Linked DNA regions of Mus musculus: all the other regions are linked to region 2. Evidence: chromatin contacts called from public promoter capture Hi-C data. All regions are on one chromosome and are shown on one strand. The core of a region is the stretch at or near the end of the contact, and the rest is flanking DNA. Distances in the headings are between cores, read along the strand shown.

Region 1 (3,420 bases), core at 89-2,588, 2.6 Mb after region 2:
CTTCATTGGGCAAGACTCTCTTCTGGTTCCCCAGCACTGTAAACAGCTATGGAATGGGCCTGTCATTCATTACGGTCTATCTACTTCGACTAGCTACGTAAAACAGCAGAGTAGGTCTCCAGAAATGTTTAAACTTCATGCCAACCAGGCCACTTACCCAGTGTGCTTCCATTTGCGCCTCATGAAGAGGGAGCAATCCAAATTATTAAGGAGAAATTGACAAATCGACACTACATGAATGGAAGGACCCAGTAAACTGGACAAGTGCCATAAGCTTTGTCACTATAGGGAAACGATGCGCTAACAGCATCCCAAACTGCAAAGCCACACGGTGTAAAAAGGTGAGAAGAGTCCTCTCTTTCCAACTATTACCCTATTCCCTTCTGCCTATTACCCACACTCCTGTAACCTTATAAAAACATCTCAAGCAGGGACACTCTGGGCATCTCCTCACGTGATACGAGTAATTGCATTCACATGAAATTTATAAACGCATGTACATTATTCACCTGATTTATATTTACATACATATAAAGTATTTACATAGCATGCTTGGACTGCCTATTTTAATATTCTTACGCTTTGTATACATGTAGGTGTTCTTGTAGAACACCTTTTTCCCCTTACTTCCCAGTCCCTTTCCCTCCGAGTCCAACCTCTAATTCCTACCCAGGTTCAGCATACAACGAAAGTTGACCCAAGCTGAAGTACATCCTGGGCGCCAGCAGATTGGCGCCCGTTTTAAAGTGTGCCTTGCCAAGCCTCGAGTAAAACCCTAAATGAGACAAGACAGTGTTCAGAGGCTTCTATTTGCCATTTTAAAAAATAATTAGGTAAATAAAACGGAGTTTTTTTTTTCCCCCCTTGATTTTGTTAACCTCCCCAACACAGTAGGAAAGGATGTGCTGCAAAACTCTGGGTCATGGGTCACAAGATAGGAAGAGGTAAGAGAAACAACAACTTGTGTGTACACCCCTTTCGGTTCGAGGAGTGGAGTGGTGCACGGAGACCCACGGATGCAACCAAACTGCCCGGACTACCGGGCTGGACCGGGATGCCCAGGGTGTAGGGGGAGGGTCGATCGCGAGGGGCGTGGGGCTGCGGGCGGCCTGGGAGGCGGAGCGGGGCGGGCGAGCACGCCCCACGGCAGAGGCCGCCCCGGGGCGCGCAGGGCGGAGCGCTCTCACCCACGGCGGGGCGCTCCATGGTCGCGGCGCAGAGACGGAGGCGCGGGCCCGGGGCGCGCGGGACGGCGGGGGCGCGGGCCGCGGCGGCCAGGCCTGCGGAGGCGCAACGCCCCGCGAGTCGCAGCATCCCCGGCACCCGCCGCTTCAGGAGGAGCCGGAAGGGGCCGGCCCGGCGAGGCGTGGATACCCGGATCGGGGCGGTCCCCGGGGCCGTGCTGGGCTCGGGCTCCGACCTCTGGCCGCCCTCGGTTATTTCCTGCGGCGCGGCCCTTCCCGTCCCACGCTCGGAGGGGCGAGCCAGGGATCCAGAGAGCATTCCTTGGCCCGCTGTCCCTTGAGAACCCGTGTGTTTGCTTTAGCGTGGAGCTTTGGAAACACAGATCTGATTGCAAAATAGGCGGGCTGAGCAAAATGTACAATACAATAGCGAGACCTTGAACGTCGCTATAATGAGATGCTTTTATTTACTTGCCATTACCCCCCCCCCAAAAGTAGCATTTTCAACAGCAGTTTAAGAGCTAAAAGTTGGAATTGTTAAATGAAATCATCTACAAATTTTTTGCAGGCAAGGCTCCTCAGTATCTGAATAAAATAAGAGAAAACTATTTTTTTTAATAGTTAAAATATGAATATGTCTTGTAGAAAAGAATGCTACTGTTTTTTTCCGGGCTGGGGGCAAATGGTGGTATTACTGCTGGTTTGTTGGGGAATGTAATTTTAATTTAAGAAAATATGGTGGTGTGTCTCTTCTCCACAGCTGTAGCCCTTAAAGCTGGTAGGGAACTTTGAAGAATTCCCTGCTTAGCCCCTTTTTGTGGATCTTCACGGAAAACGGTCTTTTTAAAGGAGCAGGCTATCTAATCACAGAGAAAGAACGAAAAATAAGTAAGGGAGCTTGCGGCAAGAGGATCCTCAAAGGCCAGCCGATGCTAGCTGGACTGGACAGGGTACAGATAAGACGTTTAAGCATAAGGATTACTTTACGCAGTAGACAGAGAAACAACTCTTTGCCCTCCCTTTTCCTGCTGGAAGTAGACTATACATTTCTCTTTGTAAGGATTACTCCCCACTCTGTTTTAAAGGTGTATTTATGTAACTGGGGAGTAGGAGCAGTGCACTGACACAGCAAGGTTGACAGCCAGTTTGCAAAGAGTAGAGCACTACCCCCACTCCCCCCTCCTCGGGCTTCACAAAGGACGCTACAGACCTGGGAGACGTGGGTTCTGCACCTCATGTGTGGTCTGATGCTTGGGGGCGAGGTGTCTTCCTTCAGCTCAAGAGCCCACTCCTGGATTTCCCTCCTTTTAAAAACAAAACAAAACCAAAGCGCTGTGTTTCTATTTTAACCACACATCTGTGGTGTAATCCTTAGCCTTGGGATATAACTTCAGTGGAGGAACCAGAACACCAACCCAGCCCCCAAACCTTTCACCTACAATCTACCCTGTCTGAAATAATGTGCTGGGGCAAAGGAGGCAAAGATCTTGGGAGAGTGGCCAACCAGTGACTGCTCTAGTCTGAAGCTCACGCCACAAAAGGAAGCCCATGCTTGATACTACAGCATGACCAGGAACCAGAGGCTGGACAGCCCAGAGACCTTTGATAAGAAAAAGAAAATCGCAAATGGTTCCTAATGATATTCCGCTGTACTCATAGATCAGTGCCTAGCCCAATCGTCATCAGAGAGGCTGCCTTTGGCAGCTGATGGGAGCTGATGCAGAGACCCACACCAAACTTGAGCTGAAAGCTCTCTACTTGGAAGTCTCCTTCCAGTCTCTCCCCCTCAGAGTTTGGGGAGCCCTGAGGAAAAGGGGAAGAAAGAATTGGAGGATTCTGCCAGTGAGGTGGAGGACACCAGGAGAACATGACCCACAGAATCAACTAAGCAGGGTTGGTTCATAGAGGCTCACAGATCCTGCATGGGTCTGGGCTAGTTGCTCTACATACATGCTGTGGTTGTTTAGCGTCACAAAACTGTTGCGAACTGTCGTGAACTGAGGACAGAGGCGAGAAGGAAACCTCGGACTTGGAGGTTAGGTTATAATAGCTTATGTATTGGGAAGTAGCAATAAACAAGTAAATGGTGAAATGGGATCGCACTCATTCACACACCTCCGGTCTGGCCCGATGTGATAGCCTGGCTTGATGGTGGTTGGTCAAGTAAGGTTCACGAAGTCTCCTGTTTTTCAGGTCCTGCTGGAGTTGGGTTCGAGGTGCAGGCTCAGGGCATCCG
Region 2 (3,821 bases), core at 785-3,284:
GTGGATGATCACCAAGCAGCCTCCACAGAACAGCCATATAAAAATAAGAAGCAAAGTCTCACCCTGGCTTCTAAAGTACTTTTTCATCTCAAGAGTTTTAAAACCTAATTTGATTCCAATGTTCAACTCTCCAGTTCTTTTAAAGGGAAGCCGCTCATCTTCTTGTCAACCTGGAAGTACTTCAGCTAACAACACTGGACCCCAGAGTCCCAGTTGGAAGCTTAAAATGAAACACAGGACTTTTTAAAATGTACCCTGCCTGGCTCCTCTTCACGAAACAACACAGCACTAGATCATTACAGCTCCTGGCACTCGTTTTGGGAGCACAAACTATACAAGAGGACTGGCAGTAACGGTGACATCCTTTTGCTTAGGAGAAGCAACTGAACCTGTGGTTGACATGTTGTCTATGTGATTATCAATCCTGTTTGCATCATTAATCTTCAACTGTATGAAAAGCCTTGCTCCTACTGACCATAAAAATGTTATCACCGTAGAACGTAACCTTTCCGGACCACAGACATACTTCACTTACTGATGGGAAGTTCAGTTTTGTTTTGTTTTTTGAGACACGTACTATTATACCCCTAAGCAGGCCTTGGACTCACGTTCTCCTGCCTCAGCCTCCCAGAGGCTGGGATCCCAGGCATGTGCCACCACACCCAACCTAATATGGTTTAGCAAAGTATAAAACCAGTGGTCTGTGATGCAAGGCTTTAGAACACAAACTGATGAATATTTCACGGGGCGTATCCAAACCCTAAATAATTCTTTCAATCAGACAGTGCTAAAAGTCACTTCTTGATTTGAACGGACTGCTGTTTTCTCAAACTTGGAAAGAGACTGCAAATTCTAGCCAGAAGATTGAATGCCCTCCTTATTTACATTTCCCTTTTTCAATTACCTAAGGGAATCTGTTATGGCTTCACACACAAGTCGCAATTCTAAGCCATTCTTCTTAACCACAAGTATGCCAAGCTCACACTAGTCACTGCCAGTCTCGCTCTGCAGGTGACAGATGCAGTAAAGCTCACAGATGTGGACTGGCTGCAGCTTGACACTCGGTGCAATGTACACCCTGGCAGAGCCTGCAGATGCACAGCTAGCTCAGCAAAGGGAGTGTTTTCTATTTCAGTCATTTCCCATTTTATATACTTCTAGGACCCGTCCAGACGATTATGAAGCGATTACCGCCCCCCACCTTCCCACCTCTCATCCCTGCTCAACCCTATTCACAATTCATTTCTATCTTCCCGCGTTCCAGATCCTTCTTGCCGAAGCTTAATTCGGCCACTACTATTATTATAGAGTGGGGCTCCCGGCAAGTGCCAGAAGCGAGAGGCGCCGGCGCCGCTATTTAGGGGAGCCTTCGCGCAGCTGCTCCAAGTTTTCCGAGAAGCCACCGACCCCTCGCTTAGTGTCACGGTCCCTCTTTCCCCCGGGAGCGGGCTCCAGAACCCGGTCCATCCCTGCCCGCCTTCCACCGCGAGGCAGGCGCGCCCCACCCCCACCCCGTTATCCCTACTGGGATGCCCGAGCCGCTTGGCCCGTCCTCTCCACTAGCCGGTGGCCCGCGGCGCTCCCGTGCTCGGGTCCCCGCCTCGCACAGCTTCCCCGCAGCCCAACCGGCGCGGAGACGCCCCGCGGCAGCTCCAGGCCCCGCGGGCCCCGCACCCCCATCCCCGGACCGCCGACGGGGTTACCGTGGGAAGACGGGGCGGTCGTAAAGGACACGGCGGCAGCGCTGCTGCTGGTTGCGTCGGACGCGGAGAAGAAGCTGGAGGACAAGGATGAAGATAAAACGGGTCCGCTCCCCAGTCTCCATGGAACTCCCGCCCAGGCCCGTTGCTAGGAGCCCCCCAAGGCTCGAGCTCGGTTTCTCGCTTTGTTGTTCCGGGTACAGGGCGGCCGCCGCTTCCCCCGCGACAATAAATAGACTAGACGCACGGGGGCATAGAGGCGGCACGAGGCGGCTAGAGCGCCGCCGGACCCAGGAGCTCCGGGGATCCCGGCTAGCCACTCACTTCCGGTTCTCGCTGCTCCCCTCTCCGCCCCAACCCCTAGCTCCTTCCGCCTTCCCGAAGCCGCTGGCGAAGTCCTCCTCCTGCCCGCGGGCTGGGCGAGGCGGAAGTGGCCGGAGGGCGCTGGGTACCCGGGCTGCGCTTCCCTGAGCTCGCCCGCCCGGGGTGGATTTGAAGCCCCCGGTTTATTTTCCAGCTCCTCGTTGGCGAGCAGCATGACACAAATGGGCTTTCATTTTCCTGTAAACCAGAACTGTGCCTGGCACCCAACCGCCTGTACCGACGAGCTCAGCTAGCAGCCACTGGGCCCTTAGTCGTGACCCCGGGGTGACGGGGATCCCGGCCTTACTCATCGAGGGCCCCCGGCGGCGTGGCGGGAGCAACAGGGCTAGCAGGACGCTGGCGACGCACACTCGCTGGCTTGAACGGCCGCACCGGGCGGAGTGCGCCCTCGGGATGGCTTGGGCCGTGCTGCCCGAGGAGCGAGGCTCATAACGGCCGGAGCGCAGCCGCCCGCGCGACCCAGCTCTTGCCCTTGTGGGCTCGCTCTGGCCGGTGGTGGAGGCCAGCGGGTTAAAGGTCACGTGAGCCGTTTCCTTAGGTGGCTTGGCCTCTGACTGGAGCCACTTGGCCTTTTGAGAATGACTTAGACTGTCATCACAGGGTTTAGACGTGCACACCTAGTAGGGAAGTTTAAGTATTTGAGGGATAGCCAAGGATGCCTCTTTATCTCTCCTCCCTACTCTTAAAGTGTGAAAACGCGCGCACAACACACACACACACACACACACACACACACAGCGCACTCGAACGTTTTAAAGCCCTGAAGGACAGATTTGCTTCAGTTCTCACTTTTATTTATTTATTTTTTTGAGCAATATTAAATAGGTGTACTTTGTGTGGGATAGGACGAACAAGAAGCTGGGTGAGAAAGTCATGCCTATGGTGACTGATTTTGACAGATTTAGAAGGGATGGCCCTGAGAGGAGAGGAAAAGAGGATGTTGTGGTCTGGCTACACTGGGGCTGGCTACACTGGGGCGTGGAGGTGTTAATAGGAATAGGGCATGGCGAGTATAGCTAGGAGAAAGTGACAAGATAAAGTTGGAGGGGAACGAAGACCCAAACTCATCTGCACCTTGCAGACAGGAGTTTGGATTCTCTCCCAAATGGAGAGCAACGGGGTATGGTTTAAAAAACAACAACAAAAAAAAAAAAAACAAAAAAAAAACAAAAAACAAAAAACCGATAACCAGAAAAAGCTCTATTTTTAGGGGCTACTGCCCTGTTTAGAAGGCAATTTTACAACAATGGCGACTGATTCTAAGGTCTTTGATACTTTCCTTCAGGCAGCCCAGCAGGATACCTGGAAAGTGCCCTCTACTTTGGGCTGCCTTTTGTTATAGCCAAGGAGCCTTCCTTATAGAATTGGATATAGTTGGCTTGCAAGTTCCACTTGCTGTGGTGCTGGTTTTGATTGTTAGCTGATTGGATTATTCTTTCACCCTAGATGATTAGTAAAGTGCACTTTTAAGTGTTCTCTGCGATGATAGCACCTTCAGAGACAACTGGATTGCTCTCAGTAGAGCCATTACAGTATGACAGCATTGTTACATGGAAATGAAAGGTAGGTGAGGCCCGCTGGGAAGAAGTAGGTCATGGGTGTGTCTTTAGCTGACATTGCTTGCCCTGATCCCTGCTTTCCCATTTCTTCCTGGAGGGTGATGGGAACTCTTGCTCCATGAACTACTAGCCATGATGGACTGGTACCTTAAACTAAACATCTTACTAACACTGTAGC
Region 3 (3,422 bases), core at 361-2,860, 2.6 Mb after region 2:
TATTTAATTTCAATGTCTTGGAAAGTACTGGATCTTGAAGTTTGGTTTATGGGAGCTGCCTCTGTGGACCAGGTCTTAATTATTTCCCTGAAGGTCTTGGGTTGAAAGGCTTGGTCCCCAGTTAATGATACTGTGGGGAGGTGGGAACTTTTGCATGTGAGACCTAGTTGGAGGAGGTTAGGTCACTGGGTATATGTCAGTGGAAGGTATATTAGGACCTCAGTCTCTCAATTCTTGCTTCTCAGATTCCATGAGGTAGTTTGCTCAATGTGGTCCCTGCCGTGATACCTTGCCACCCATTCAAAGTAAAGGACTGGGTGACCAAGGACAGAAGCCTATGGCGCCATGAGGAAATCTCTTCAAAGTTATCTGTTTCAGGCATTTCCTCATAGCAACAGAAAAGCAACACCAATTATTCCAAGCCTTCTTTATGCTAGAAATGTATGTAATCAGGATTCCAGTATTCATTAAACAGCTTATCAAACTCTCCTTGTGTTCTTAGCGTCTGGGACTGAAGTCAACTAAGTCAACTCAAGTTCCTGACACACAACAAATGCTATTATAGCAATAATTTTATTATTTACAAGGATGATTCTAGCAAGTAATTTATTTCCCCAACTCTTTTCTTTTTGATGTAGGTACCCTTTTCATAGCGAGGAACCAGCTGATAAAACACCTGCATGTGTGCCATTACCTGGGAAGTATCCACACGCAAGGCATTGCTACTGATGGTTAATTTGATCTTGCTAATTTTACAATGTTTAGGAAGGAAATTGGCAGAGGTGAATCATTAAAGATTTTATTAGAGGTGGGAGGAAGCAAATGACTAGAAGAACACAGGGTGGGGTTGAAGATGCTGGAGGCAGTGGGCTGCCACTCTGACAGCTTGACATGCAATGCTCAGAAAAGATGAAATAAGTAGAAGAGATTGAGGTCTAATTGTACTAATGTGTAAAACTTACCACTATCTATCTATCTATCTATATCATTCATATATATAATATATACATATCACGTGTGTGTATTTTTTTATTTTAATTTTTTGTCACTGCCTTATCCCCATTATACTTTGCAAGCTAGGTTCTCAATTCTCTGCCGGGAGATATCCTGACTAGTAAGGCTGAGCATCAAAGCGCCTCTCCTCCACAGGGTTTACCCAATCTCTCCTGCCTCTCCCACAGGAAGAATAAATGGATTCTTTTCAAGCCTATCCTGTGAAAGCACTTCTTTCACTGCAGACTGAGGGGGGACCCGGCTTTCCTTATTCGGTTTCCTGGACCTGCTCTACCGTCTACCACGAAAAAGGCATCCAGTGAAGGTTTGGTTAGTGAAAGCACTCCGAAGAAAGAACTTTTCGAAGTTGAGAGGGCATTTAAGGCCAAGATACTCAGAAAGAACGCCTCGCACACGTGCACTGGCTGTCATTATCTCCAGGGTCGCTCCGAGGGCGAAACGCACCCCTGCGGCGGGGCACTGGGCCCGAGAGCCGCGCGAACCCCTCGGGAAGGCCCCCCTCCCACGCCAGCAGGCGCCGGGGGCGTGGCTTTGGCCGTGGGGCGTGGCCTGCCCGCGGGGGTTTCCGCGCCCGGGGCGTGCCGGGCGGGGGACGAGGGCGGGGCTTCCGCCAGGAGGGGGCGGGGCTTGCGCGGAGAGTTCTCTGACGGCCCCAGTCAGGGAATTTCAATTTGAAACCCAGAGGAGGGTGGAGGCGGCGGGTGCGGAGGGCCGGCGGCGTCCGAGGCTGGAACGGGACGCGTTCCCGGGGCGAGCAAGCTCGAGAGGGGCGGTGTCCGGGTAAGGAGGCGAGCGGGCTGCGGAGTGGCGGGCGGGGTCCTGACACGCTGCAGGCGGGAAGCGGACCCCGGCAGGAAGCCCGGACGGCCATCCCGGGCGGGGGAGGGGGCGGCCGCGGGCCCGTCTCTCTCCTTCCCGGGCGGGGACCGCGGCGGCGTCCCCGGGCTCTCGCGCCCCGGCCCTGCCGAGGCGTGCGGCTCCATCCTGGGTGCCGGGGGCTCGCCGCGCCCTCTCTCCCGAGGGTCGCCAGACGCGGGCCCGCGGCGCGCGTGGGCTCTGCGGGAGTCGGGGAGGGAGCGCGCCCCGCCAGCCACCCAGCCCCACGCGCGCCGCAGGTCGGGCCAACGCGGGCGACCCTCTGTCCCCGCCGCCCACTGTGCGGTCTGGAGCTGAGGACAGACACCCTCGCACGTTTTCTGCGGCGAGCCTTCCAGCTCGGACACCAGGCCATCCGCCCCCGATGGCTTCTTTTTCTCGGCGCTGGCAGCTGAGGGGTGGGAGCAGTTTAGGTGAGCTGCAGGTCAGGGGCTACGAGGAGGAAATAACCGAGTCGGTGGCGTTGAGGTTGGCATCTCGGGATCCCCCATCCTCAACCCCAGACGTCTGCGGTGGACGTTAGTCATTAAATGTCCCCAGACGCCAGCCTCAGGCGGGGCCAAGTTTTATTTATTTATTTGGGGTGAAGTTAGAAGAGCGCCCTCTTCCCCCGGTGTCTTATTTTGGGGAGTGGTCTCCGTGGAGCTTCCTTACAAAATGAGGAAGCCCTTCAGAAAATCTGTCACCTGAACAGCTGTCCCTGATTTTTAAGGTTCCTGGGAGAGTGGTAGGCACGGTGGCATCTAGGGGAGTTGTACTTACATTTCCTCCTTTGGGAATCAAGATTCTCTCTGTTTCTTGAACTTTGTTGCATGTGAAATGTGGGGTGTGCAGGGCAGTATGTTCTTGTTTCTGTGATTAGCTACAAAACAAAACAAAAACGGTCTCAGTTTTCTCCACTCATTTTTCTTCAGTCCTTCCTGTCTGTCTTTCTTCTTTTCTTTTCTTTTCTTCTCTCTCTCTCTCTCTCTCTCTCTCTCTTTCTTTCTTTCTTTCTTTCTTTCTTTCTTTCTTTCTTTCTTTCTTTCTTTCTTTCTTTCTGGGAGTTCATTATCTCTGTATTCTTCATTGCCTTATCACGCTGCATTAGCAACATTTTAGTCTACCCTGTCAGACATTCCCGTGGATTTGAGGAAAACTCGATCCGTTTCTTGGCTGTGGGAGATGAAGTTTAGAAGTTGCAGTGCTTGTACAGGTTTTCCTGTGCTATTCAGTTTGTTTGCAGGCTCCTGCTGTGAGAAATCTGGTTTGTCTTGCAGCCCCTGGTGGGCTGCCTTGCAATGTTATCCTGGATCTTGGTAGGCACCAGCAGCCCCCTCAGGTTGCTAGTTTGACATAACTTTGAGAGAGAGAAAGGCTATGTCACCTGTTAGGGCTAGGGCGATCATTTCAATAATTTGGTTTGAGAGCCACCATCAAACCTCAGAGGTCTTTGTACCCTTTGGAGAGCTGGAGGAGTTGAAGTAGTGGTGTGAAGTTTGCCCAGTTTAATCCTATTCTGTGTTCTCCACTTCTGAGGCAGAATTCCCATT
Region 4 (3,497 bases), core at 289-2,788, 2.8 Mb before region 2:
GCATCAGAGTGCCAACTCACACCGGGCCTGGTGCTAGGCACGCAAACCTTTCAAGCTGGAGCTAATAACAGAAGACAAGGAAGGCTTGTGCTTACAAACCCCCAAGACTGTGGTTCTCCCCTGCTGATACACGCAGAACACACCAATCACAGCATTTTAAGACAGTATATGTGGAAATACCATATACTCGTTGGTCAGGTGTTGAAAACAACATTAACTTCAGTTATGTGCCAACAATCAATAATTTTTGCTGAAAGACTAATGTCTCTTTCTCTCCCCCATCTCACACTCCATTAACATCTGTTCAAAGGGAATCTGCACTTGAACTTTACAAGGTAAGATGACTAATTACTATGCTCACATGCACATTCAACTGTTCAAACTAGAGTCTTCACAGAATTTCGCTTTGAGTTTTTGTGATCAGTGAGGTGGGTAAAGTGTTAAAGATCTTCCACTTAAACGTAACTGATGAAGAAGAAAAAAAAAAGTCAACTGTCAGGTCAGAGACCCGACCCCTTCCATGTGCAGAGCCAGCTTCTAATCCCAGTACCCACTTGGCAGCTGACAACCATCAGTAATGGATCCAACACCCTCTTTGAATCTTCTCTTCTGACCTTAGCTGGCACCAGGCATGGTTCACAGACATACATACAAGCAAAAAACTCAGACACACACACAAAAAATCTCTAGAAAACAATTCCTAATTATACCAATTTCTTGTAAGAAACCTTTATAAAAGTCTAAAGTTTGATGGCCAAGAACTGTGAACCCAACCGTGAAAGCACTAAGCACTAATGGACAAACTATACGGAAACAAGTTTATTTACCACTACTTTTCAGAAATCGTATTTTTTTCCTGCAGTAAACAAGTATTACAGATCACTGACATTATGCAATGGTTTGCCATACACTGCTCCTGTGCATAAACAGCAGATGGGGTATAAGTTAAAATAAATGGCTTGAGCACTTAGACATCTCTGCACATTTATCCACTTCCCCTAGAACAACTAAAAGCGAGCACAGAATTTTCTAGTTTTTTTTTTTTTCTTTTTCAAGAAAGGGCCAGCGTCTCCCTAAGTCTCTGTTGAGGATGGCTTTGAACTGGTGGCTCTGTTGACTCCACCTTGCAAGTACTGACAAGTGCATCCTTCTTACAGAAGGGAAAGGACTAGCTGTAGACTTCCCCTGGGCTCCAATGCCAACTCCGCAGAAAGGGGGACCTAGGAGGGAGGGCCGAGCTCTGTCGCCCCCTGGCGGTGGCGGCGGCACCGCGCGCTCAGCGGCGCGTCCTACGCCCGCCCCGGAGGCGCGGCCCGCGCTCACCCGCGATGCCGTAGTGCTGCGCCGCGGCACAGGCCAGGCGGCCCGGCAGGTACGGAGAGAACTCGGCCGCATAGCCGTGGCGGCCGGGCACCCGCAGCGTCCGCGCCGCGCTCATTCCGCTCGCCCGCCGTCACTCGGCCTCCCGGCCCGAGCGCGGAAACAGTCTCGAGGTAGAAGTGCCCCACTGCGGCTCACTGAAAGTCCAGGAAGGCCGGGCGGAAGTGACGACGCCGACGCCCGGAATCCTAGATTTTGATTGGGCTACATAGAAAAGGGAACTGACGCCGCGAGGACCATTTTTCTTTTGGGCAAAAATCCAATGATTTGCTCTAACTAAAATCAACTGGTCTTTCAGAGATTATTCTAGACCTAAAAGAGAAGATACTCGCTAGGAGTCACTTCAGACAGTTGTTCACGTTTAATTGCAACCTCCATGTTTTTTTTTTAAATAAAAACCTTGTGTTTTTATTAATTGCTTGAACTTTAAAACTTTGCTATTCTGACATTTTCCTGATGGTTACGAAATAAAAGCCACAACAAACTCGGAAAGCAGTTAGTGAGTCCAAGGGCAACGAATGGAGTACTAGGTTGCCCAAGGTAATTTGAATCCAGACAACAATGAAGTTAAAGGATAGGACTATTATCATGTGCAATTTGCGGTCTATAGGTTTTATGTAGTTAGTTGCACTATGCAGATATATTCCAGTAATTAAGGAAGACTTGGGCTCATTAATTTCTTCATTCAAATGTTTGCCAAGCATATGCAATGTGGTAGATGAATGTGCAGTTTGCCAAACCAAACACTGAAGAGTGAAAGAGACTTGTTAATCATTAAACCAGTCAACCTGCACAGACCAAGTCATGTACCAAGCTTGGTGCTAGACTTTTGCATTCAAAAGACCCACTGGGATACGTGGTTGAGCTCAAGAGATTACAAGACTTGAAAGCTGTCAAGTGTAATCAAAATGCTATTGATGCTGTGATGAATATACACAGATGTTTTTAGGGTAGGGTGTCAGGGAACATTTTAGAAAGGAGATAATCTAGGGTGAATTCATACAAATGACTTTCTCTAACTAAAAAGTTGGAAGCCATTGTGGGATCAGGAGAAGGGTGAAGAACCCAGGAAACCTAAAACCGCAAGGGATGGTAGCTGCCAGGACTCAGTCTAGCCTGATAGAGAAAGAGCACTTTGGGTAGATTCCACCTGGTGAGAGAAAATCAAATGCTCCAACATGAACTCTTGTATTGTACCCCATGCCCAAGGAACTGTGCTGCAGCTTAAATAATAGAGATCTGTGCAAGTTTTCAGATATGGATCATTTAGTGAGTTATCATTCCCAAGCAACAGTAACTGGAGGCTAGAGATTGGCAATGGAGTACAGTTAGAGACTTTAGCAACAACTCAAGCAGAAGATGCTATAGTTGGGTAATAGTGTTTTGTTGAGAATTATGGAAAGGTGTGGAGAGGGTACGCTTAAGGGTCAAATGAAGACAAAAAGCTTAAATGGTTTCCAACTCTTAGTATAGTACTTATCTAGACACAGGAATTGTTTATTGAAATAAGGACAATGGAGCATTAATAAACTCCAGTTCTGCATGTTGACTGTGTACTGTGTGCAGTACTTGAATACAGCACAATGGAGTCCAGCCAAGCCTTCTTACTTGCATGTAGATAATATTTAAACCACGGAAATTATTTTTATTTAGCAAGAGAATGGAATGAGAGAAGACAGATAAAGGCAGATTTGGGGCAAACAGCCACATGGAAAGCTGGCAGTGGAGAAGCTATGGAAGGGAGAGAGATCCACAAGATGGGGACTGTAGACTCATTTATTACTTGGGGCTGGAGAGATGGCTCAGTGGGTAAGAGCAATGACTGTTCTTCCAGAGGCCCTGAGTTCAATTCCCAGCAACCACATGGTGGCTCACAACCATCTGTAATGAGGACTGATGCACTCTTCTGGTGTGTCTGAACACAGGGACAGTGTACTCACATATGTTCACATCACATAAAATAAATGTCTCTTAAAAAAATACTGCTCAAGCCAGGCATGGTAAATGAATGCCTTTAAACCCAGAATTTCGGAGACAGAGGCAGGTAGATCTCTGAGTTTGAAGCCAGCCTAGTCTACAGAGTGGCTGTCCTGGGGACAACCAGGGCTACAGAGAGA
Region 5 (3,913 bases), core at 1,138-3,637, 2.4 Mb before region 2:
TTCTCATAAGGTCAATCTTGAGGTGTATCATATTCTAAGAGAAATTATTAGGGTTTGTTAATATCAATGGTCACTTCATGGACTAGGCTGAAAAATTTTTGAGACAGGGTCTCATGGAACTCAGGTTATCTACAAACTTGTGTAGCTGATGTGCAGACACTTAAAAACAAAAATCCACTAACTTATAGGTCATAAAACATTACTGCAGCATTCATTTGTGTATTAGTAAGGTTGGCAACTTTACAATCTATATTTCTTCTTGGAAAATTTTCTATTTTTAGGAAATGTCCAACTTTCCATTTGGATCTTTCCACGTATGACAATTTATGGTGGCATTTCAGGTTTTGAAAAATCAAATAAAATGAATATCTATTAAACAAGAACCTTGAAGCTTGGTTTAAAAAACATCACATATAAAATAAATCTAGTTCATCTTTTATTTCTTTAAGAAATTATTCACATACATTTGCCTAAGTGTATGGAGTGGTTATATGCTACAACTCCCTGTAGACAGGGTCAGAGGACAACCTTTAGGAATCTGTTCTGTCCTTCTGCTGTGAAGTTTTCAACAGGGAAGACTGCTTGGACATGGTTTTAAGGCAATGGAAAGTATATTAGCTGTCTGAGTGTTCCAGATCCGAGTGTGTAGTCCTTGGCTTTATCAGGGTGAGAGGCACAAAAACCGTGTTCTGGGTTGACAGACTTCATTTAAGAAAAGCAGTTAACTAGATGTGGACTACAGATGCCCAAACACAAGCTTCTTCGCACACATACACTTCCCCAGAGCTATAGACCTCGATGAATTAGGTCTTTGTTTCCTTTTGGCAGATAGGACTGCCTACATGCTGAGTTTTACAGCCTGAATAGTACTTCTGCCATGGAGGGAGTTGTCTTGGGCCCTACTACACTTCTACCATAAAGGTCCCAGGGATTGAACTCAGGTTGTATTGGGCTTGGGAGCGGTTCCTTGACCGTCTGAGCTCCTTACAGAGGCTCAACCTGTTTGTTAGACATCCACTTATTTATTTGTTCCCATGTCTTCCTTCTTTGGTAACACATTGATTTATTTGAGGTCAAAGTTAGGTTAGGAAGGTGTACTTCTGTGGCTGAACAATTGTGTAGCGCGTACCAGGCAGGTTCTGCGGGTTCAGTGCCCAGCACAGGGGATCTAATGAGCGAAAAATTATATTGCCTTAGATGAAAAGATAACTTTCCAACATATACTAGAATTGCACAGGACTTAATAGCTTCAAAGTGATTAGATTTTGGTATTTTGAATAGATTAAGAGCTATTGGCCCCTGCTGTCTCATTAATATAAAATAGCACAGTTGTGCTGTCTTTGTGCTTCATGTAAATACAGCTCACCTACTTGACAAGTATTTTCTGAGCTCCTACTTTATGCTTTAGACCTATCAGGGTCCCGCATATAGCGCAGATCATAGCTTCCACCATGGTAGTGGGAGCTGGGTGCGGAGCAATTGCCCAATTAAAATACAATCAAAATCAGGATTCATTGGTCAGTCAGGTACTTCCTCCACTGTGGAGTGGATTGTGAGGACAGGCTGCCCTGAACAAGGTTAAAGATCAGAATCAAACTCTAATGCTGAACTTAACTGACAGGCTGCCAATTACAGCTTTGAAATCCTTCAAGGAATTTAACGTTGTCCTAAAATATCACACCGTAATAACGGCTTTAGTCCCTTGAGTGGTCCTGCTTTGGTAAGAACAGCAGGTAAATATGTCTGCAACTTGCTTCAATTCAATCCTGGCTTCTTCGTTTATAATCTGATTCTGGCAGATCCAGTTAGGGCGTGAGGTTTCCGGATCCGTACAAAACTCTGAGAAAGCCTCAGGGGCCAGGCTCCGGCGCCCGGGAAGTTAAGAGCCATTCCGTGACGCAGTCGCCCAGCCGATCCAAGTCTCACGATCGGCCCGGGAGGGGGCGGGGGGCGAGTTCACCCGAAGCCACTCGGCAGAGACTGCCTTGTAACTGTCATGTTAGGCGTCCGAGGGACGGCGCTTCCGGGCAGACGCAGCCCTGCGTCGTCGGTTTTCCGGCCTTTTCCTCAGTGAGAGAGCTTCTGGCGTGCTCTGGGTCGCCGCCTCAGAAGGAGCCAGGCTCGCTAACAGCGGCTCGGAAGTCAGGGGACATCAGTCTCGACTGTTCTTCGAACAAAGCCGAGCCGCCTGCGGAGAAGCCAGCCAGCCCTTCAGGGCCCGCCCCACCCTTGTCCCACCCCCTGTCGGCTACACCTCGCGAGACCGGGCAACGAGACTTCCCAGAAAGCCTTGGGCTACACTCAACCGCGGTTCGCCAGTCGCGCCTGGGCGGGACGGTGGGAGGGGCCTGCCTAGCGATTTAGCGGCCTGGAAGGCCACGCCCCAAGTCGGAAGTGACGGAGCCGAGCTAGCGCGACGAGGCCGCCTCTATGGTCTTCCTCTCCTTCTGGAGTCGGGAAATGGCCGCTGTGTAGTTAGCACGGAGGTAAACCCTGCACGCACATCGTGCTTCGGCGTGTCAGGTAGGCCTCGCGCCGCATTCGAGTCACTCAAAGGAGAAAGCCGAGGCGACAGGGCGGTTGGGTATCGACAACTCTGACGCGTGGTGACGGGTCGGCGGCGGGAACGGGGACCCCGAGCCGTTACTCGTGCGTTTTCCTCCTCGCTCCCTCGGGTCTGGAAGGCGCCGCGGGCCGCCGGGGTGGGGGGATGGGGGAGCTGCGCCACCAGCGGGCCGGGCTGCGAACCTGGCTCGGGGCCGGAGCCCGGGAGGCCTCGGCGTGCGCGTGCGCAAACCGCTCGCCGACCCTTCCCCCACGGCCTCGGCTGGGACTCCTGCGCGCGCCCGGCCCAGGGCTCTGCGCACGCGTGCTTTTTTCCCCTTTCTTCCCTGCCCATGGCAACGCCGCCGCGTGTGTTAGTTTCCGAGCCTTGCTTGTTGTTGGCCTTGGGGGAGGCGTCTTCCTTCCTGGTCCTAGCCTTTGGGACTCGGAGGAGATAACGGCGAGCTGCGACAAAGTTAAGCAACGGAATCAGCCACGTCGTGCGTGGCGGTTAAGCCGCCTCCCTCGCCTCTATGGGGTACATATGTCGGTTTAGGCCAGGCTTAATCAGATGAAGGCTTTCGATCTGTTTGTAGCAGACACCTGGGTGTTGGCGCCAAAGTTTTTCGTTTTGGCTCCCTACCAACTCACTGTTGTAGCCGATCAGTAGGTGCGTAGTTCCAGTTTCTAGCGGGATGCGACTAAGAGAGGGGCCCTTTCTCAGTAATCCAAGCGCTGACATACCTTTTTTTTTTTTTTTTTTTCTTGTTTTTCCAGACAGGGTTTCTCTGTGTAGCCCTGGCTGTCCTGGAACTCACTCTGTAGACCAGGCTGGCCTCGAACAGAAATCCGCCTGCCTCTGCCTCCCAAGTGTTGGGATTAAAGGCGTGCGCCACCACCGCCCCGGCTACCTTTTTTGGTAAGAGTTAGCACACTTTAGAAATTGAGGATATTGGCAGCGGTGATTGGGGGGATAAATGGGTGAAGGAAGAAGGTTATAGTTCTGTCACTCAGTGCTGGCCTTGAACTCCCAGTTAATCTCCTGCCTTAGCTTCGGGAGTGGTGGGATAATAGTATTTTTTTTTCGTCACTTCTTCGTCACCCCAGCTGAGTTTTAAGATTTGTTTTCTTGGTCTGGGGAGTGACCAGAATATTGGATTTCTGTACCCTAGACGATCTTCTTGGGTCCAAGTGGCTTCGAACTACGGGTTCTCCATGTATATATGTGTTTGGGTTATAGATGTGCAAATTCATACCCAACATATTTTAAGTTTATCTAGTTAAAGTGAGGACCTGTACTTTCTACCTTTAAATTTAAAGTTTTCTATTAGAATTGAAAAGGAGAAAAATTGAAAGGGAAAAAAAACCT
Region 6 (3,731 bases), core at 225-2,724, 2.4 Mb before region 2:
CTCCAAAAACAGTTTATGCTATTGCTGGCACCCGCGGTGGCTTCTCAGAAGACATCACACACACACTTAGGACAGACTTGGAGGAACTGTGTTGATCTGATCCTTAAATGAGGGAAAGGCAGCATTTCAAAGCCAACTTTCTTTAATTTCCGATCATGTCCCAAAACATTAATAACAAACCAAAACAACCAAAAACCAAAAAACACATTTCTCCAGAGAGTTTATACAGTCTTGGTTGTTTCTTTTCAGAAATGCTGTATTATTTTTTATTTTTTATTTTTGGTTTTTTTGAGACAGGGTTTCTCTGTGTGGCCCTGGCTGTCCTGGAACTCACTCTGTTAACCAGGCTGGCCTCGAACCCAGAAATCCACCTGCCTCTGCCTCCCAAGTACTGGGATTAAAGGCGTGCACCACCATGCCCAGCCTTATTATTTTTTAAGAATATACATATATTCATATATATATGTTATATATATACATATATTTATATATATGTAATTTGTTTTTGTTTTTTGTTTTGTTTGGTTTTTTGAGACAGGGTTTCTCTGTATAGCCCTGGCTGTCCTGGAACTCACTTTGTAGACTAGGCTGGCCTCGAACTCAGAAATCCGCCTGTCTCTGCCTCCGAGTGCTGGGATTAAAGGCATGCGCCAACCACTCCCAGCAATTGTTAAGATTATTAAAACATTCCTAAGAAAGGAAAAGAAAATGTAAGAATTTCAAAACTTAATGCTCATGTCCTCATGACATGCCAAATCTTTAGTTATTTAACTGAGGTTTTGTAATTAAATACATTACTACAATTAAATATCAATTTGTGAATTGGGTTGTGGTGAGTATAGCTATGACCAGTGTATATAACTCTGCTTTCCATAATCTCTTACTGTCAATACAAAACAAGGGTTTTTTGGTTTTGTTTTGGTTTTGATTAATTAAAGCTTTTTTGCTTTTCATTAGCTTTCAAAAGTTTGAAAGGTAAAGGTGTAAAAAAGCCTTAGGGTCAGCGAGATGGCTCAAGCAGCCTGCTACCAAACCTGAGGTCTCAAGTTCTATCCGTGGATCCTACACAAATTGTCCTTTGGCTTTGAAACAGGTACTTTGGCATGTGCATGTGTAGCGTGCACACACTAAGACATGTAAACAACTAGACTGGACAGTGTGGCTCAACATGAGTAATCCCAGCATTTAGCATAACGGCTAGATATTTTCGCAGAATGACTAAACAATTACAAGTGGGCGGATTCTTTGTTGAATGTTGGGAAGGCTTGACACCTTACTGGCAAAGGACTGAGTGAAGCACAAGTTGCAAAGGCAGAAGACACAATTCCGAATGCTGGGGGCACGGTGCGCATGCGCCTTTCGAATGCGCCTATTGGCTCTTACCCTTCCAATCACCGGCGGCGTCCTCCGGCGGCGTCCAATAGGGATAGACTCCGAACTCCGGCCCGCGAAGCTTGATATTCCAGGCTGGGGTCGAGTCGGAAGCGGCGAGCGATTCCGGGAAGAAGCTACTCTGCGGCTGTAGGTCGCGTCCGGAGAGTTTCCCCGGCCGCCTGGCGCCGTGCAATGCCGCGGGATGGTGAGTGGCACGGGCTCCGTTAGGCCTCGGCTTCCGGTCGGTGGCCGGTGACGGACGGACGGACGGAAGCGCGGGCGGGTGGCGTTCCTCGCGGGGTGAAGAGAGCGGCTGGGCGGTTCTCTCCAGGGGCAGCAGAGCTCCAGGGATGGTGATCTTGGCTGTCGCACATTTGCTTGTCAATCCCTTTACACACACACACACACACACACACACACACACACACACACACACGGTAAGATAGCAATGGAATTTAGTAAAGTGCTCTTTCTTTCCTTTTAAGTCTCTCTTCAAAATAATAGCTCTCCAGGAGCAATCACTTGATGGTGTCATGAAAGGTCTCTGTGGTTTCCTTAGTGCGGTCTATGTAGCAGTTACCTGTCAAGAGTAATAATTGATAACTTCTCTTCTAAGGTACCAACGAACAGCGTTTTCTTGAACTTCCTTCACCAATGTCTTTCATTCTAAATATATTAAGAAACGTGCTGGAATATTTTGGTGTTCCCGTAGACCAGGTAAAAGTCTTTTATTAATTTTGCTAACTTTATTTTTGGGTCTCGTTATTGTCGTTGCTTTGAGACAGGATATGGTGCAGCTTAGGCTAAAAGTCTGGATTTTGCTGCTATTCTTGGGTCGTTTTTGTTCTTTGAGCCAGGCAGGGCACTATGCAGTTCAGGCGTTCCTTGAGCTCCTGATCCCCCCCCCCTACCAATGGGAGGAAGTTAGGACAGAAACTCAAAACAAAGCAGGAACCTGGAGGCAGGAGCTGATGGAGGAATGCTGATAACTGACTTGTTCCACCAGCTTTCTTATAAAAATTAGGGCCACCTGCTCAGGGGTGTTACCACCCACCACCACCTACCAATGGCTGATTACAGATGGACAGTGTGCCATTTTGAACATGTTCTCTGCCCTGATTAGTTTTTATTGTCAACTCGGTATTAGAGTCTTATGGGGAGAGGAACCTCAAGAAATAGCTTAGATTACGTTGGCTTGTGGCCCTGTCTCTAAGTGAGTGTCCTTACTGTTCATAGTTGTGGTAGGGCCCAGCCCTGTGGAGGATACCATTCTTGGGATAATGAGTTCTGAGCTGTATAAGAAAGCTAGTTGAGCCTGAGCCAGGGTTTCTGCTTCTATTCCTGCCTGACTTCCCTCAATGATGATGAATCGTGACTGGCTAGTTTCATTTCAACTTGACACAAACTGTAATGATCTGAGAAGAGGGAACCCTGATTGAGAAATTGCCTTCCAAAAGTCAGGCTATAGGCTAGTCTGTAGAGCATTTTCTTTTTTTTTTTTTTTTTAAAGGGTAGCCAGTCATACTTTTTTTTTTTTTTTTTTTTTTTTTTTAAGATTTATTTATTTTATATGTAAGTACACTGTAGCTGTCTTCAGACACTCCAGAAGAGGGAATCAGATCTCGTTAGGATGGTTGCGAGCCACCATGTGGTTGCTGGGATTTGAACTCCAGACCTTTGGAAGAGCAGTCTGGAAGAGCAGTCGGGTGCTCTTACCCACTGAGCCATCTCACCAGCCCCGAGCATTTTCTTAATTAGTGATTGATGTGGGAGAGCCCAGCCCATTGTGGGTGGTAACACCCCTGAGCAGGTGGCCCTAATTTTTATAAGAAAGCTGGTGGAACAAGTCAGTTATCAGCATTCCTCCATCAGCTCCTGCCTCCAGGTTCCTGCTTTGTTTTGAGTTTCTGTCCTAACTTCCTCCCATGATGACATTTTTTCCTCCCCACGTTGCTTTTGGTCATGATGCTTCTCATAGCAGCAGATAGAAAACAGCAAAGTCACACCATGTGTGTTAGTACAGGCCTCAGTTGTTAGAGAGACTGAGACAGAGGGATCTACATTTCAGGGTCACCTTAGGCTACAGAGTGAGTTGAAGACCTTCTTGGGCAGCTTAGTGAGACTCCATCTCAAAGTCAAAGGGCATGAAGTAGGGCTAGGATATAAGATACGTGGCTCTGTGGTAGAACACTTGCCCAGTATGAGCAAGGCTCCCAAGGTCAATCCCAAATTCCGGAAAGAAAGCCTCTGTGTAAACATTGCAGTCTTTGTTTCGGTGTGAGAAGGATGAGTCTGCAGTAGTGCACCGTTGATAGTGTGGTATTCATAGGGGTCCTTTACTCTCTCAGTCAGAGCCC
Region 7 (3,582 bases), core at 683-3,182, 2.1 Mb after region 2:
TAAAGGCTGACATTACTACAAGTCTATAAGTGTAAGCCTACATATTTAGAAGGCAGTTTGACAAAATGAGCTCAAGACAAGCCTAGGAGCACATAAGACCTTATCACAGACCAGAAGACATGGGAAGAGGAAAAAAAAGGAGGAGAATATGGAGGAACAATAGCAACCTCAGCCACAAAAAGGAAAGACAACAAGAAAGCTGAAGATGTCCATCTACCAGCCAGGGAGACTGTCTGTCCTCCAGATTTGTATCAACATCAACATAAATCTCTATTATTTAAACTACACAGTCTTTCATATCATGTCCACAGCAAACAGAACACTGAATGTTAAGTCTTTCAGGCTACTCTTCAACTAGAAAATTAAACAGTTCATCTCAGTAGCTATGGTACAGTAAACAATGCTATATACAGTGATTGGATATCATTTACATTTGTTGGGAAGCTAAGTTTCTGCCAGACTATGACTGGAAAATCACCAGCTTCTTGCCCATAAGCTCTCAGGAAGCAGTGCCTGCTTCACTGTTAGAGCAGAGCAGCTTCAGTTGCCTGAAACCCACATGAGAGATGGGAGTGGGAATGTGTCTTTACTGGTAAACTGTTTGTCTAGCAAGCAGGAAGCCCTGAGTTCAATCCTAACCCAAACCCTAGCACACCTAACCCTAACCCCAGGTCCAATCTGAAACCTAACCCAACACTTCTTCCTGGCAGATAGTCTCAGGGGCGTCCCATCTCTCGCCATGAGAAATAGAAGGATCAAATATTCAAGGTCACTCTGCTACATAGTAAGTTCATGGTCAACTTGGGATACAAAATACCCTGTCTCAAAACTATAAAATAAAATGAAGACGCCATGGAAACTCAAGATGGTCCTTACACGATTCCCCAGAAGCCCCTCTAATTCTCCAACATTGTGTTAAATTTAAATATTTTATTGGGAGGGTACTACACTGGTATGCCTTTTTGTAAGTCATCTATGCTTGAGGTAGGAGTTCCTAGTAATGAGGGTACCCGAGTCACGTGCTTCTATAAGAAACTATAATAAGCTCATTGTTTTACCAAGCTGGATTTGAATGAGATTTTTTTTTTTTTGAGGCAGGGTTACTCTGTGTAGCCTTGGCTGTCCTGGAACTCACTTTGTAGACCAGGCTGGCCTTGAACTCAGAAATCCACCTGCCTCTGCCTCCCAAGTGCTGGGATTAAAGGCGTGCACCATCACCGCCCGGCAAGATCCTTTCTTTAATCTGTCAATGTCCTCTATTTAGGGTTTATAAACATTTATTTACATCTCCCCAAAGAGGGAAAAGTCCTGTGAGAACTTATCTCCAGTCATGAAAACCAATTAAAAAAATATGGACTTAAATACCAAAGCTAGAACAAAGTTTCTGGAAGAAAACATTGACGAATAGCCTTTGGATAGACAAAAATTTCTTCATACTAAGACAATAAAAAAAAAAGTTTTCAGAAATTTACCAGGATGATGGGAAAATTGTTTTAAAATGATGTACTTAGTACCGCCACTTATTTGCGAATTAACAATAAAGGGTTTATTCTTTTTTTTTTTTTCAACATTCAATAAACGATGACGACACGCCCATCACTGTGCTAGCAACTGAGGGTACCATAGTGAAGACATGGGTCCTATTGGGCAAGAATAACGTGGTATCAACTGCTTCACGAGGTCAGCTCTTGACAGTCACCCACTTGGTTCTGGCCACAGCCCTTGTGATTCGGATCTGCAAATGAAACTCCAAACAGGTCGCAGTTCCGGCTCCAGCCAGGAGAGGGTGGCCTTGCCCGGGATCAAGCAGCGCTGTCAGCTTACGGGGTCACCTCTACGAGCGGAACCAACAGGCTGAGATACAGATTTCAGAGGGGCTGGTAACGGGTAAGCACCGGGCGGGCTCATTCGCCTGGCACCGAAGGAAGTAACAGAGCAAGAGAGAGCGGCGGCTTCCTGCTGGTGGCTCCGCCCCTCCGCTCCATTCTTTCCCGACCCTGGCTCTCACCCGTCTGTCGCCGGGTTCCCCGGGAGCCCGGGGCTCGATGGTACCGATGGAGACGCAACTGCAGAGCATTTTCGAGGAGGTGGTGGTGAGTGCCACTGTCCGTAAGCCAGAGCCATGGCTCCGGGAAGTGCAGGCTGCGTGCGGCTCCAGGCTGCGGGCCTGGGCCAGCTCCTTTCCCGCCCCTATGTTGACATAGGCGTCTGAACCGGGGTGGCGGTCCCCCCATCCCCGGACTGCTGCCAGATCTAAGAAAGTGCTGTTAGTTCCCGCCGCGGTCCCCATAAAAGTGTCGTGCTCTATCTGTATTGCCCGGGAATATTTCTCTCGGGGACATCTCCCACCCCGCCCCCTTTTAGTAGTCAGATCGTTTACTAGTTTTTGTTTGTTTGCAGAAAACAGAAATTATAGAAGAGGCCTTCCCAGGGTGAGTATGTGGCAGGCAGATCTTTGTGTGTGTGTGTGTGTTTTTTTAATTGTTGTTTGTAGATTTATCTTTGTTAGATTCCACTTAAGTTGGTTTTGAGGAGTTAAAAAAAATCTACCTTGCAGGATGTGTACCTGTTTAAAACTAGCAGCAGATAATGTGATTTTTGTTTTTTCAGAATGTTTATGGATACCCCCGAGGATGAAAAAACAAAACTAATTAGCTGCTTGGCGGCCTTCCGGCAGTTTTGGAGTGGACTTTCTCAGGTGAGACATTTCATGTTGAACATCCACTTAATGACGTTTGACGCCTTCCTTTTTACTTTTTACATCTTCTTTGATCTTTTTCTTAAGATCGTTTAGGAAAGGGAAAAATAAGACTGCTGTCATTTTATGTAAATGTACTTACTGGAGAACCTGTGTTAAAAGTTCAAGGTAATAAGATTGCAGTGGGAAATGTTTTAAAAATTTCCTTCTATGTTATATTATGTAAGGTAGTTTTTATCCTCTTTGTATAAATTGGCTTTGAATGGAAACAGATATGCTAAACTTTTCTCGTAAAAGAAAAATGTCACTATTCAAAAAATGGCCCAGTATTTATAAATATGTCCTCATAAAGACACTGTGATAGAGTCCCCACTAGAGTAGTATTTCTCATGATGCACTGTAGACAGAGAAGTGAGCCGCTGGGCTTTCTGTGCCTGTGAGCTAGTATAAAATTTGCCACCCAGTTATGGATCCTAAAGGCAATATGTTCATGTTTTAAACTTTCTATTTTCAACAGGTCATGCTTTGACGTGAACCTGAAATATATAAGGCAAGCGTGACCAAGCTCCACACGCTGGCCGTCTTCCTGATCTAGCTCAGCCACCTGCCCTTCCTGTCTGAAGCCAGCATCCTAGTTTGTGTTCCCAGAACTGTTTAGCTATAAGACTGTCTCTCTGTGTCCTGAGTTCTAGGATTATAAAGCCATCTTCGTTCTTTTCTCTTTAAACAGTGCTGGGGTGTGGGGGGTGAACACAGGGCCTCACACACTGGTCTCCGAACATGTGAACATGTGTCCACATGCTAGGCACACAGTCGTCTCTGAACTACATCCTCAGGCTCACAATTATTATTACTATTATTATTTTCTGCTTTTTGAGTTCGAG

The links. Promoter capture Hi-C pulls out the DNA fragments that hold promoters and counts their contacts. Capture Hi-C pulls out chosen DNA fragments and counts their contacts.
Region 1: a promoter capture Hi-C map of pre-B cells shows a contact between it and region 2, with 6 times the contacts expected there. The contact joins the promoter of Akap7 here to the promoter of Tbpl1 in region 2. A contact is called at or near these places in 5 of 39 promoter capture datasets (hippocampal neurons, liver, neutrophils and 1 more).
Region 3: a promoter capture Hi-C map of pre-B cells shows a contact between it and region 2, with 4 times the contacts expected there. The contact joins the promoter of Epb41l2 here to the promoter of Tbpl1 in region 2. A contact is called at or near these places in 2 of 39 promoter capture datasets (the C10 cell line and pre-B cells) and 1 of 115 datasets of contacts at active chromatin or transcription factors (astrocytes).
Region 4: a contact with region 2 is called in a promoter capture Hi-C map of pre-B cells, with 5 times the contacts expected there. The contact joins the promoter of Pex7 here to the promoter of Tbpl1 in region 2. A contact is called at or near these places in 4 of 39 promoter capture datasets (the 3T3-L1 cell line, hippocampal neurons, liver and 1 more), 1 of 115 datasets of contacts at active chromatin or transcription factors (astrocytes) and 1 of 9 other capture datasets (adipose tissue).
Region 5: a promoter capture Hi-C map of pre-B cells shows a contact between it and region 2, with 9 times the contacts expected there. The contact joins the promoter of Bclaf1 here to the promoter of Tbpl1 in region 2. A contact is called at or near these places in 5 of 39 promoter capture datasets (the 3T3-L1 cell line, hippocampal neurons, liver and 2 more), 2 of 115 datasets of contacts at active chromatin or transcription factors (astrocytes and extraembryonic endoderm stem cells) and 1 of 9 other capture datasets (liver).
Region 6: a promoter capture Hi-C map of liver shows a contact between it and region 2, with 2.8 times the contacts expected there. The contact joins the promoter of Mtfr2 here to the promoter of Tbpl1 in region 2. A contact is called at or near these places in 2 of 39 promoter capture datasets (liver and pre-B cells) and 1 of 9 other capture datasets (liver).
Region 7: a promoter capture Hi-C map of pre-B cells shows a contact between it and region 2, with 6 times the contacts expected there. The contact joins the promoter of Med23 here to the promoter of Tbpl1 in region 2. A contact is called at or near these places in 3 of 39 promoter capture datasets (hippocampal neurons, liver and pre-B cells).

Annotation. Positions count from the first base shown.
Region 1 is chr10:25,295,741-25,299,160 of GRCm38.p6, forward strand. Akap7 (A kinase (PRKA) anchor protein 7) reads right to left here and starts at 1,339. Exons shown (of 8, transcript NM_001379238.1): 1 at 1,188-1,339. It overlaps Gm40617 (predicted gene, 40617), which reads left to right and starts at 2,869. Exons shown (of 6, transcript NR_166644.1): 1 at 2,869-3,077; 2 at 3,378-3,420.
Region 2 is chr10:22,729,413-22,733,233 of GRCm38.p6, forward strand. Tbpl1 (TATA box binding protein-like 1) reads right to left here and starts at 2,035. Exons shown (of 7, transcript NM_011603.5): 1 at 1,704-2,035. Mir7663 (microRNA 7663) reads right to left here and starts at 20; the gene lies at 1-20.
Region 3 is chr10:25,358,188-25,361,609 of GRCm38.p6, forward strand. It overlaps Epb41l2 (erythrocyte membrane protein band 4.1 like 2), which reads left to right and starts at 1,611. Exons shown (of 20, transcript NM_001199265.1): 1 at 1,611-1,794.
Region 4 is chr10:19,906,136-19,909,632 of GRCm38.p6, forward strand. It overlaps Pex7 (peroxisomal biogenesis factor 7), which reads right to left and starts at 1,539. Exons shown (of 10, transcript NM_008822.2): 1 at 1,324-1,539. The coding sequence starts at 1,438.
Region 5 is chr10:20,310,082-20,313,994 of GRCm38.p6, forward strand. Bclaf1 (BCL2-associated transcription factor 1) reads left to right here and starts at 2,388. Exons shown (of 13, transcript NM_001025392.1): 1 at 2,388-2,523.
Region 6 is chr10:20,346,345-20,350,075 of GRCm38.p6, forward strand. It overlaps Mtfr2 (mitochondrial fission regulator 2), which reads left to right and starts at 1,475. Exons shown (of 7, transcript NM_027930.3): 1 at 1,475-1,579; 2 at 1,991-2,091. The coding sequence starts at 1,567.
Region 7 is chr10:24,868,054-24,871,635 of GRCm38.p6, forward strand. It overlaps Med23 (mediator complex subunit 23), which reads left to right and starts at 1,933. Exons shown (of 30, transcript NM_001166416.1): 1 at 1,933-2,093; 2 at 2,401-2,432; 3 at 2,611-2,698. The coding sequence starts at 2,046.